2 separate regions of the Dromaius novaehollandiae genome follow, and region 2 is linked to region 1. The links are chromatin contacts, called in public Hi-C maps. All regions are on one chromosome and are shown on one strand. The core of a region is the stretch at or near the end of the contact, and the rest is flanking DNA. Distances in the headings are between cores, read along the strand shown.

Evidence for each region. Hi-C and Micro-C count contacts between places; a contact is called where the count stands out from the background.
Region 2: a Hi-C map of blood shows a contact between it and region 1, with 2.7 times the contacts expected there. The contact joins the promoter of LOC112981615 here to the enhancer-like site in region 1. A contact is called at or near these places in 4 of 4 Hi-C or Micro-C datasets (blood, brain, liver and 1 more).

The regions. Positions count from the first base shown.
Region 1 is chr2:134,965,529-134,970,846 of bDroNov1.hap1, reverse strand. No RefSeq gene overlaps it. Among named protein-coding and RNA genes, the nearest start is that of SDR16C5, 34 kb to the right of the region's middle. Within about 2 kb of position 4,031, at least 2 of the 2 cell types and tissues checked have open chromatin away from gene starts, as enhancers often do.
Region 2 is chr2:135,121,025-135,126,328 of bDroNov1.hap1, reverse strand. LOC112981615 (kinesin-like protein KIF20A) reads right to left here and starts at 3,128. Exons shown (of 18, transcript XM_026097410.2): 1 at 2,989-3,128; 2 at 1,887-1,961. The coding sequence starts at 3,120.

The DNA.
Region 1 (5,318 bases), core at 2,782-5,281:
TGATATCTTTCATGAAACTGACAATTTGTACAACACTTGAGCACTGGAGAATACCTCACTTTGCACATCATGTGTGGTAAATTAATTCTCTGATTAAAAAGGTAGTAGTAGAGGTGGATGAACATAGTAAAATTTTCAGTAACCTCATTGTCAGAAAGGCACTCTTTTATTTGAACGGGACCTGTTGAGAAAACAGGATTATGCTTCTGCTTCTAAGCCATTTTCTGTGCAATCATCAGCTGAAAGCAAGGACAGGTGAAGTCTACATTAAGTCATCACAATTTGCGTTCATTTTGCATGTGCCATCTAAATGATATTGTAACTGTTGACCGATCTGTTAATTCACCTTGCCTTCATCTGAACTTGTCATTAACAATGTCACAAAAGGACTGAATTTTATTCACTGTTTGAATTTATGGTGGAAAAGGTAATTTTATGTAGCCCATATGCAAAGACATGGTTCCTTATCAGCAGCTTTTGTAGCTGGTGAAGTAAAAACAATGCACCTTCTCACCGGTGTTCTCTTGAATTTGTCTAAACAGGACTCTATGTTCACAGTTCGAGGTAGAAGTCAGTAGTCACAGTTGTCAATAAAACAGCATGAAACTGTTAATTTAATGGACTATGTTATGATCAGAGCTCTTCCATTTTGAACTAGCTTGTCAGCAATAGCTCGAGATGAATTTCATAAAATAATACTATTCATGTTCTACAAGTGACAAACAGTTTAACATTAACAGTTTGCATAATATGATGACATGTGAAAAAGATTTCAAAACTTGTACTTCTTTTACTAGAAGGGCTTTTCTAATTGCAACAATACTCTCAAGATCTGGTCTTATTTCTGTTAAGGAAAGGGCATGATTGGTTCGATGTCCTGCTTCACGCTGGAAATGACTGGAGTATTCCACGGATGGTTGCAAAGAATCATTGCTATCATTCTTTGGCTTTTGGTAGACATCCATATGGCACAAATTTAAGACAAAAATGTCTATGAAGCCCCTACAGTCCTCATCCCAGTTACTTGCTAATACCTACTCCACAAACAAGAATAGAAAACACTTCTGCACTGTGAGTTTTCTCAAATGGTTCTACAGCAAGTGCCCAGGAATTGCAAGAAGGAAGTAATCAGCCTTGTCTGGTTCCCCTAAGTCTGTGTAAAGATAAATACTGTTGGTTTTCTTTTCATCTGTGAGTGGCTACATCTGTCCTAGTAAAGAAGCAATGCAAATGACTTGTGCTTGAGCACTCTCCCATCACACTGCTGAATTATTAGTGTCCTCCCTGATGTGTTTTTTGTCCTTACCAGTCAGTGCTCTCTCAAAGAATGTGTGGCTATTGTTTGAGGATAGTACAGGACAGGGACAGTTCCTTGCAGGCAGTATCAATGAAGCTGCCCCATTTTTGAGGGGAAGAGATTTTAACTTTATAGACCTGAGCCAATTGACATCCTATTTATTATCTGCATTCTTGTTGCAGCACAAAAATCTTTGCCTCATAGTGATTATGTACCATGCATTTAGTACGCAACCTGCATCAAAAGTCGTATGTATGTGCAAGCAGCCAAATGAGAGGATCTGTTTTCTCAGGTACCTCTCTAGGCATAAAGCAGATTCAGTCAGTGGAAAGCACTGAAGTGTCACAAACAGATCCAGCTACCATTAAAACTGCCATTCTACTGTCTAAGATTAATTCAAGAGCTTGCAGCTGTCCATCTGATGCCACACAGGCTGTAATGATATTCGTGATTGTATCTGCAGTGCACTTTTTTCCTAGTCTCCCAGTGTTTTTATTGGTGAAACAGAGAACAAAGATTCTCTATTCTCCTTCTTCATGCCACCCTTACTCTGTAGACCTCTTATCATATTTCCAGCTGTCTCTTCACCAGGTTTAGTAATCCTAATCTATTTTAACTGTTCTTTATAGGAAGACTATTCTATGGTTCAAAAATGATCCTTGCTAGGTTTCTCTCTACCTTTTTATTTCTGCTATGACCTTTCAGTCATGCACTTGGTATTCATAATACACTTATACTGATTTTACACAGTGATGTTATTTTTGTCTTGTTCAGTATTCATTTCCTAATAGTTCATAATATTTCCTTTCATTTTTATACCATTACTTAATACTGGGTTGGCATTTTCATGTAACTACCTTTTTATGGACAGCTTGGGTCCATCATTACATTTGTAGGCAAAGTTAGGATTGTTTTTTCCATATATATCATTTTACATTTGTCTACATAAATGTAATATCCTTTGCTATTTTGCTACCTCGTCACTCAATCTCTTGAGGTTCTTCTGCAGTTCTTCATTGTCAGCCCAACTCATTTTTACGTGCACCACCAGCAAACTGTGTGATCTTCCAAGTCGCACCTTTTTGTGGTCATTCTGGATATAGTGAACAGATCAGGTCTGAGCACAGGTTCTAAAGATTTTCTGTGTAGTCTGTGATAATTGACATTTATTCCTACATCTTGGAGTATTTTTTTAAACAACTATTAATCACATGGTGGCTTTCCTGTTAGTTTTTGTTAGTGTTATTTTCTGTAATCTTGTCAGATGTCTTTTATGAATCTATATAGACTATGTCTACTGGATCTCCATTTTCACGTGCTTATTGATTCCTTCAAAGAAGAGGCAGTAGATCTGCAAGGTAATATAATAGTTTTCCAAAAATACATGACATTCTATCTTTATTCTGCATTACCAGCACCAGTCATTTACAGGAACAGATAGTGCCTCTGCTTAGTATAGGTAGAGATATACTGAATGCTATGAATGACAATGGACACATAAAAACATGGAGAAAGAATATTTGTGGAATATATGATTTGTTTGCTTTTCTTTCTACTGCTTTGATAATCTTATAACAGAATTGCAACAGTATATGCATTGTACATCTACCATTCACAGTTTCCTCAATCAAGGAATATTGCTGATATAACTTACATTTTTCCATCCTGAGTGGTTACACACAGTCTGCTTCTCATTGGTTACCAGAAATTATTACTCTTTCCTATTCTATTGCAACAAAGATGTGCAAAATGCAAAGCACTGTTACCAAGCTTCTGTTTTGACCAAACACCAGTTTGTTCCGTGCTGTGAATAATAAAGTAAAGGAGTGCTGTGGCTGGAAAAAAATGGAAAAATTAATCTCGACAGGCATATTGTATTTAACTGTTCAGGTCACTAAATCTTCAGTCTTCATTGTGATCAATTAACTGCGGAAAATAAAATAGCAGATGTTATAGTGCTGAGGTGGGGACTACATGCCAGCCCAGTGTGGGTTTCAACAGGCAGCACCTACTCTACAGAAGAGATGGGATTACCTGGCCTCAGGCCTGGACATAGACCTACAAAGCCATTTAGCTTGAGTGGCTAAATTCTGCTACTGTTAATGGAAATGACTTTAGATAGAGAAATAGTCTGTCAGTCCATTCCCACCCTCCCACATCTTCCCACAGCCCTTGACATGCTCAAGCATGAGAATATGCTGTTTCCTCTGAGAGAAATGGGAAGGATTACGGACAATGTGCTAAGCTGTTCTGAGTCCTTCCTGCAAGCTTGCAGTGATGAATAATTGCTAACTACCAACACACTGCTCACATGTAGAGTTCAGGAAGGATCTCTCTTGGGTCTTTTATTTTGTCAGCCTCAAATGGTCAGGTGGCATGGACTCAGATACTAGAAAGAGGTAGGTGATGAACTGCTCAATCTATTAGTTACTCCATACAACCATCCTGCTTTTGTCCTGTTGGCTCTGTACTTGGACAAAGTTAGCCCAAGGATGGAAAACAGCTGTGTGAAACAGAATCCATGCAAGAATCAGGAAGTGAGGAAAGCCTTTCTGTGGAGTGCAAAATGCAGTCTACTTTGGAGTTAGTCGATCCACATCTGTAATTGATCAACTGAATCCATAATTTAGAATTCCTCTTGCATTCCTCGATTGTGCATTCCTTGATTGTGCTAAGTTCAGACATAGCATTACCCATGAGTAATGCTTACTATGAGCTTTGATTGGCTAGAAGACCCTATCCCATGCTGGCAGACAGTGACACGTTACTCAGTTATTCATGCTTCACTTGCTTCCTGGCTGGACTACAAGAGTCTGATATATTTGGTCACCAAACTTTTCAGCACTTAGAACAATCCACCTAGAATAAAAAGCCCTCAGCCATGCTGTTTATTTTGAGTATATCAGATCTGTCCTCGGCTGTCTACATTCTCTTCCTGTAAAGAAGTCAAACCCAAGTTTTGTCCGTCTCATCACAGCGGGGTTTCCCGCAATAACCAAAAAACATCTAGAGCCTTGTGCTGACAGCTACGCCTGTCCCTGTAGAGCATTCCCCCTGCTCCCAGTCTCCACCTTAGTAGGGATAAATGCTGTCATAAAAGTTGTCTATCAAGAAGACAGAATGTTCTTGGAGGCCACTCTGAAATTGTGAAATAAATATCCTGGGAAATAAGGACAGTTGCAAACCTGACTTTCCAATTGTGTACAAGACACAATTATTTGACTTTCTCTAGCAAAAACACTGAAGCAACATAAATATTTATAAACAAACCAACCCTACCAAAAGACAACACTTCACTGCCCAAGCATCTCCCCTTGGGAAGAAGATGAGAGGACAAACAGCATGCAACAAGCAAGTCATGCTGCTTAATATATCTTGGAATGATTTTCTAATGCCATGCTAATAAGTGAGGTATAAAGAATTTTTGCAAAGCTGAGCAGAACAGAGCTGAGAGCCTAGTTCCCATGATGTGAGCTGGTCCTGATGTGACCCTGACACCTGCTTCTTTGAACAACGTGTAAATGGGTAAAAAGTAAACACACCCTTTCCTTCAAATGCATTTGGTTCTGCCATTTGAACATTTGAAATACTGTCGTAGGGTGTGACATACAAGTTGTGAACACTCAACATTTTTCTCATGCCGTAGTCAAGTTCTTATGTTTGAGGCCCAAACCCTGCAAAAACGCCCCCAATTTTCTTCTGTGCTCGGTCCCAAATCCCTTGTCCAATGAATACCAGCCTCTACTTCCTCCATCAGATCCCAGTTTTTTATGCAGCTTACAAAGCTTCCTTGTCCATGACAAAAGCTCTTAGGCAGACTAAACAAATAAATAAAATCAAATTAATTCCCCAGCTAAAAAAGTATTTGTCATACTGATAGGAAAGTGCAAAACCTAATACTAATGAGACAATAAAACTAAATAAAGATAATGTCTGTATTTTAATCTCCTACCTTTCATAAGAAAGCTACTTACGCAACAGAAACCTAAAAATATATAACACTTAAATTGTAAGCCATTTC
Region 2 (5,304 bases), core at 1,879-4,378, 160 kb before region 1:
ATTGCTATTTCTTAACTAAGTAAATATTAGATACAATTACCTAGCATTCACTTAACTAGACAAATGTAGAATGCGTACCACCGGAGAGTTTTACAGCAGACAGGCTACCAGAAATAAAATCTGAACTACCAAAACAGCTTGAAAGCACTTCGAAGCATCAGCACAGGGATTATCAATTGCTACTAAATCCAACATTTTGGAGGCTAGCCAGAACTGGTAATACTAATAATCGTGTGTAGCATGTACATATCAATATCACTTTTCCCAGCAGTCTCACTTAACAAGCCAGCTTATGAACTGGTTTAGAAGCTGTAAGAACGGGTACTAAGCTCAGGCCAAACACTTGCTCCACCTGTGCCATGCTCTGACCCCTTATACTCTCTGGATACAACTGGCAGTTGTATAAAGCCTATAGAATTTCATCTTGGGCACTTTTGCCTTGCTTGCTTAAGTCATTGTCTCTGTAAGCAACAATAGCTGAGTTAACTTGTGGAGTGCCTCCATTTAAAGCATCAAACTACAACTAAAATGAGGTGGGTTTTTTTTTTGATGTGCTACGTATTTGGAGGAAAAATGGTTTCCTGAAAATTAGGTATGGCAGGGAGAAGAAAGAACAAAAGAATTAAGTTGAGCTCTCCATTACAGACATTAGAAGTTTTTTCTGTTTGTTACTAAGCATCTTCCTAATGGATTCAGGTGATAGTTAAGCTCATCAGTAATGGAAAACGTACAAGATGTTGAAGAATTACCTTGCAGACCAATTCAGAGTTTTTGGAGGCTGAGAAGGAAAGCCTTCATGCAGTGCAAAAATCAATATATACCACTAATGTGTTGCAAGATCAACTATTTTATGAAGAACTACCTGAAAGCAAGAGTTTTAAGAAACTTACTGCAAATTACAGATATTCACATCCCTCACTTTTAAGAACATACAAGTAGTTTCATTAACGGTAGGGTATTCAGAAGTTTTCCATTCCAGAGAAGAATGAGAAAGAAGCAACTTGTAGAACAATTTGATTTTGTAGATCAGTTTATCCTTACAATCACCTCAGATTGCTGAATGACTCCATCCTGGAAACAGTGTGCCAGGCCGTACTGCTGAACGAGAAAGGCCTGAAGAAAGGTAAATGGATTCTGGAAAAAGCACCCAAGTGAAGAAAATAAAAAGGTTCCAACTTTGGCAGATTAAATGCAAGATGACAACTACACATGGGAGGGGAACACACACATCAAGCAAATCTCAAGACGCAAATCAGCTAAAGGATCAAAACCAATATTAATTCCTTCTTCAAATGGGTCAGCAAAAAGAAGTCCATCAATGATCAGGGCTGACAGATAGAAGATACACTGCAGTAGACTTGTATTCTGAGGAAAGCCAAACGAATTCTTTTCATCAGTGTTCACGATGGGAAGAAAACTGGAGTACTCGTGTGTGCGCGTGAGTGCATGTATGCACAAAATATTGAAGCATCTAAAACTGACAGAAAAAACCATAGAGGTTATAGAACAAATTGAAAGAACAAGGCATTTACCCATTCAGACATTCCAAAGGAACTCAAGGGTCAAAAACCTGAATTACGCCTCAAAGTGCATGATCTCTTGCACGATACCCCTTTGTTACTCAAGCACTGCACAGAGCCAAGAGTGACACCAATTTTTAAATAAGGTACCAAAGAAGTTTTGCAGAACGACAGGTAGGGGGCAGTGTGTGCGAGTACGTGTGTACCAGGCAAATTATTAAAAGCTTCAATTAAAAAAGTCACGTTTACCCAAGCATCCACTAACTCTATTTAGAAGTAGCAAACATTGCTTTTATAAAAGGAAATCCCACCTTACAATACAAGTAGTTCTTCAGGGGAGAAGAATAACTTGACTCTACAACTAACCTGAGATTCATGGTTTTCAAGCTCTGCTACAGAAAAGGGCCTCACTCTCAAGAAGACTTTCAAAGGTTGATATGCCTATTCATAAAGAAAAAAGTGTTATAACTGTCACTTTTAAAATTGAACTCCCCCAAAATCATTTATCAGCATACATCTGTGATACAGTATTTCCTATCTTACTGCCTCTATTTCTCCTTCCTTGTAAACATCATACCCTAAGCTGTCATTTGTTTCTTGACCGCCTGGTGTCCTAAAGTAATCTGTTTTTCATTCAAGCTCCCCTTTGCCTCCCCCCATTAGTGTTCTTTTGTATGACGACCAATGATTTAAAAAGAGCATGTTATTGGAGGATTAAACTGCACTGCTTCCACCTTCTGGTCACCACGTGCACTGAATTCAAGCTGTATTTTCTAATAGCTGCTCTGCAGCTCTGTACTTCCATTTTGTACAGAGCATGTTCAGTTAATAGATCAACACCTTTTTACCTTCATATTACTGCATTTTTACCATCCAGTCACTAACCCCTCACATTCTGCACAGGAACAATCACAAAAAGGTTTCTGGTTACTAAGATAGGCTTTTCCGTCCGGTTCCTGTTGTGCAAAGGTCTCCCCATCTAGGTGCAGTGATAATAGTGGGAGATTTTTACAGCTATCCCAGCGTTCCTTCCTTTCTCAGAGCTCAGATGTCTCTACTTTGGCAACTTGTTCACGTAGCAGACAGATTTACCAGACTTTTCTAGAGCCCTGCCGTGACCAGCGCTCCACTGAACATAAAAGTATGCAGTATTATAGATTTTTATTACCAAGCATCTAAGAGGCTTTCAACAAGGACCTATAACCTTTTTAGCTTGCTAACCAGAACAACAGGGTACCAATACATTCAGTGCAAGTACTGAAATTCTTTACTTCCTTCTCAAAAGCCTAGGACAACAGTATTTGCTACTGGACATGATCCATTTGTAAACAGTGAGAAATAAGCAGAACAATCAAACATATCTTCAAGGCAAGGGGAAAAGATATGTTCTTACTGAAGATGTATTTTCCAGAATCAAAGCTTGAAAAAGAAGCATAATTAAAAGACATATTCCAAAACCCATCCACACCTCCTGCTCCTCTGTATTAGGCAATACTGTTGACTCCATAGGTGAGGGTTTTCCCCCAAAGTCCAGAAAAGAAACTGATTCCAACATATCAGATTCTTCTGCAGAGACATAGTTTTTCCCCTCATCATCCATTGCTCTGTGCTGAGGAACTTGTAAGAAAAAAAAGGCACAGTTTTCTCAAAGAACAGGCAAAAATATACAAAGACTGAAACAGGGATCTGGTTAATCTGTACACAAGCAAACACTTCTTAAGAAAATAAGGTCCTCATAAGAAGTTTAGGAGTATGAAGGAACCTTAAAGACCAAACAGTTGGGTTATATTAAAGAAATACACAAGCCAAAGGACACCAACTGCCTCAGCTGGGCACTATCCTCATGCACTTGGAAGAGCTGGGGACACCACCCGTACCCACCACTCCCCAAAAGGCTGAACACCCCCAGCTGTCGGGAGCTCGGCCCCTCAGGCCTCTGCCTCCAGGTACAGCCCCGGCCTGCGGCCAGCCCTTTGGCACCGAGGCCAAGGTGCCGGCTTGGCCTCAGCGAGCCGAAGCACCGTCAGCCTGGCAAGGCAGCTGCAGGGGCCAAGCCGGCACCGCCGGGCGACGGCCCAGCCGCGCAAGGGAGTCAGCGTCCCGCGGAGGAGATCGCCCTGCAGGGCTTCAAGCCGCCCCGCGGCGGGCGCGAGGCCGGGCATGGCCGGAGGCGAGCGCCGCCCCGGCCGCCGGCGCGCAGCACCAACGGCCGCTACCTTGCCACGCGCGGGAACCCAGAAAACACCCCACGCGGGCGGCGGAAGGAGGATTTGAGCGGGGGGAGTCGGGCGCTGATTGGCCGGGGGGGCGGGGGGGGAGCGGAGCCGTCCGACGCCGCCGCGCGGCGCCTCCCTCCGCCCGGCAGGGGCCGCCGCCGCACAGCACAACGCAGCCGGCGCCCCCGGGCCAGCGAGGGCCGTCCTCCGGCGTGCGGCCGTGACGCGGGGCTTAGTTATTTTTAACAGGCGAAAGGCGGGGGGGATTTGGATTATGAACGGCAAAGGGGTAGCGTGAAACTACCAGCCAACAGCGACAGCCAAGGGAAGAAGTGTCTTTCGCTGAGAGCGTGCTGGGGCAGGTGGGCAGGAGCAGATATCTAAATATTTCCATCAGAAGTTATGTAAGGTTATTATGACTGCTCTGCAACTATTTCAACACTACATAGTATTTTTGTATGAAAAAAATCACAAAATGTTCATGTTATAATCGTTACAATGTAATAGTATTTATAATATTACGGTTATAATGCCAATATGATCAGGACAATTTAAGTGAACTATGCACCTGCTCAGTGGAACACACCACATCCACAGAAAGAAGGGACCTATTTCCCCAGTGAGGTAATTTTGAAACGGGGCATTCAGGCCATCAACTTAAACCATTAAACAAACAAATGGACACAAACTCCCTGACAGCTTATCTGGCAAAGAGGAAATTAGGAGAGTAGCAAGGTGGCTTTATTTTTGAGAAGCACAAACAGGAATGCAAAGTAAACTCAGGCATTCCTGTTTTTACAAGCAAGTCAGAGGCAGAGGAAAACAGAAAACCCCAAAGACTCAAAGACTACAGAGAACTTCTTTTAAAGAGCCCCAGCTACCCAAAGAACATAGAGGGGACTGAGTCATTTGGGTATGTTCAGCAGCGCAATTTAACTCGGACATGCAGTCAGCCTGTGAGCTGATGGGAAGCTATTTAATAGTAATAGTTACTGACCATCAGGAAAGATCATCCAAGGCAGAAGTGAAGTCACACATTCATTTCAAAGCTAGCTAACCCACCCTCCTCCCAATACTTTAGGTCAGAAAGTTACTGGGTTAAACAGGCAGAGGGAAGAAGACCTGGGTGAAAGTTAATAGCTTATCATATACAAAGGTCAGCCAGCCTCAGCTGGTAGCACTTTTTTTAGGCTATTACTTGTCTGCCCCAGTTTATCCCATTTTAATCAGTCTGACTTGTGTTCACAACAAAGTCAAATTTTTAACATGCTTTTCAGACCACCCTATAAAATAAAAATAATTTAAAAATGAAGACTGGAAATATTTATCAGATAGTTCACATCTATAATGTATTATCAGAAACTGACCTATAGGAAAAGAGATACTTTTTCTATTCTCACAGTTCTTTGAGAGAACAATTATTTTTAAGCTGTTTCCCAAGCAAACAGGCTCATTGTGATCTCAGTGCATAAATGACTCTCTCCTCTCCCTTCCAGCAAAGTTTCTCAAGCTGCTAGCCAGAGGGATAGAACCCTTCTAAGATTTAAATTAAATAAAATTAAGATGAG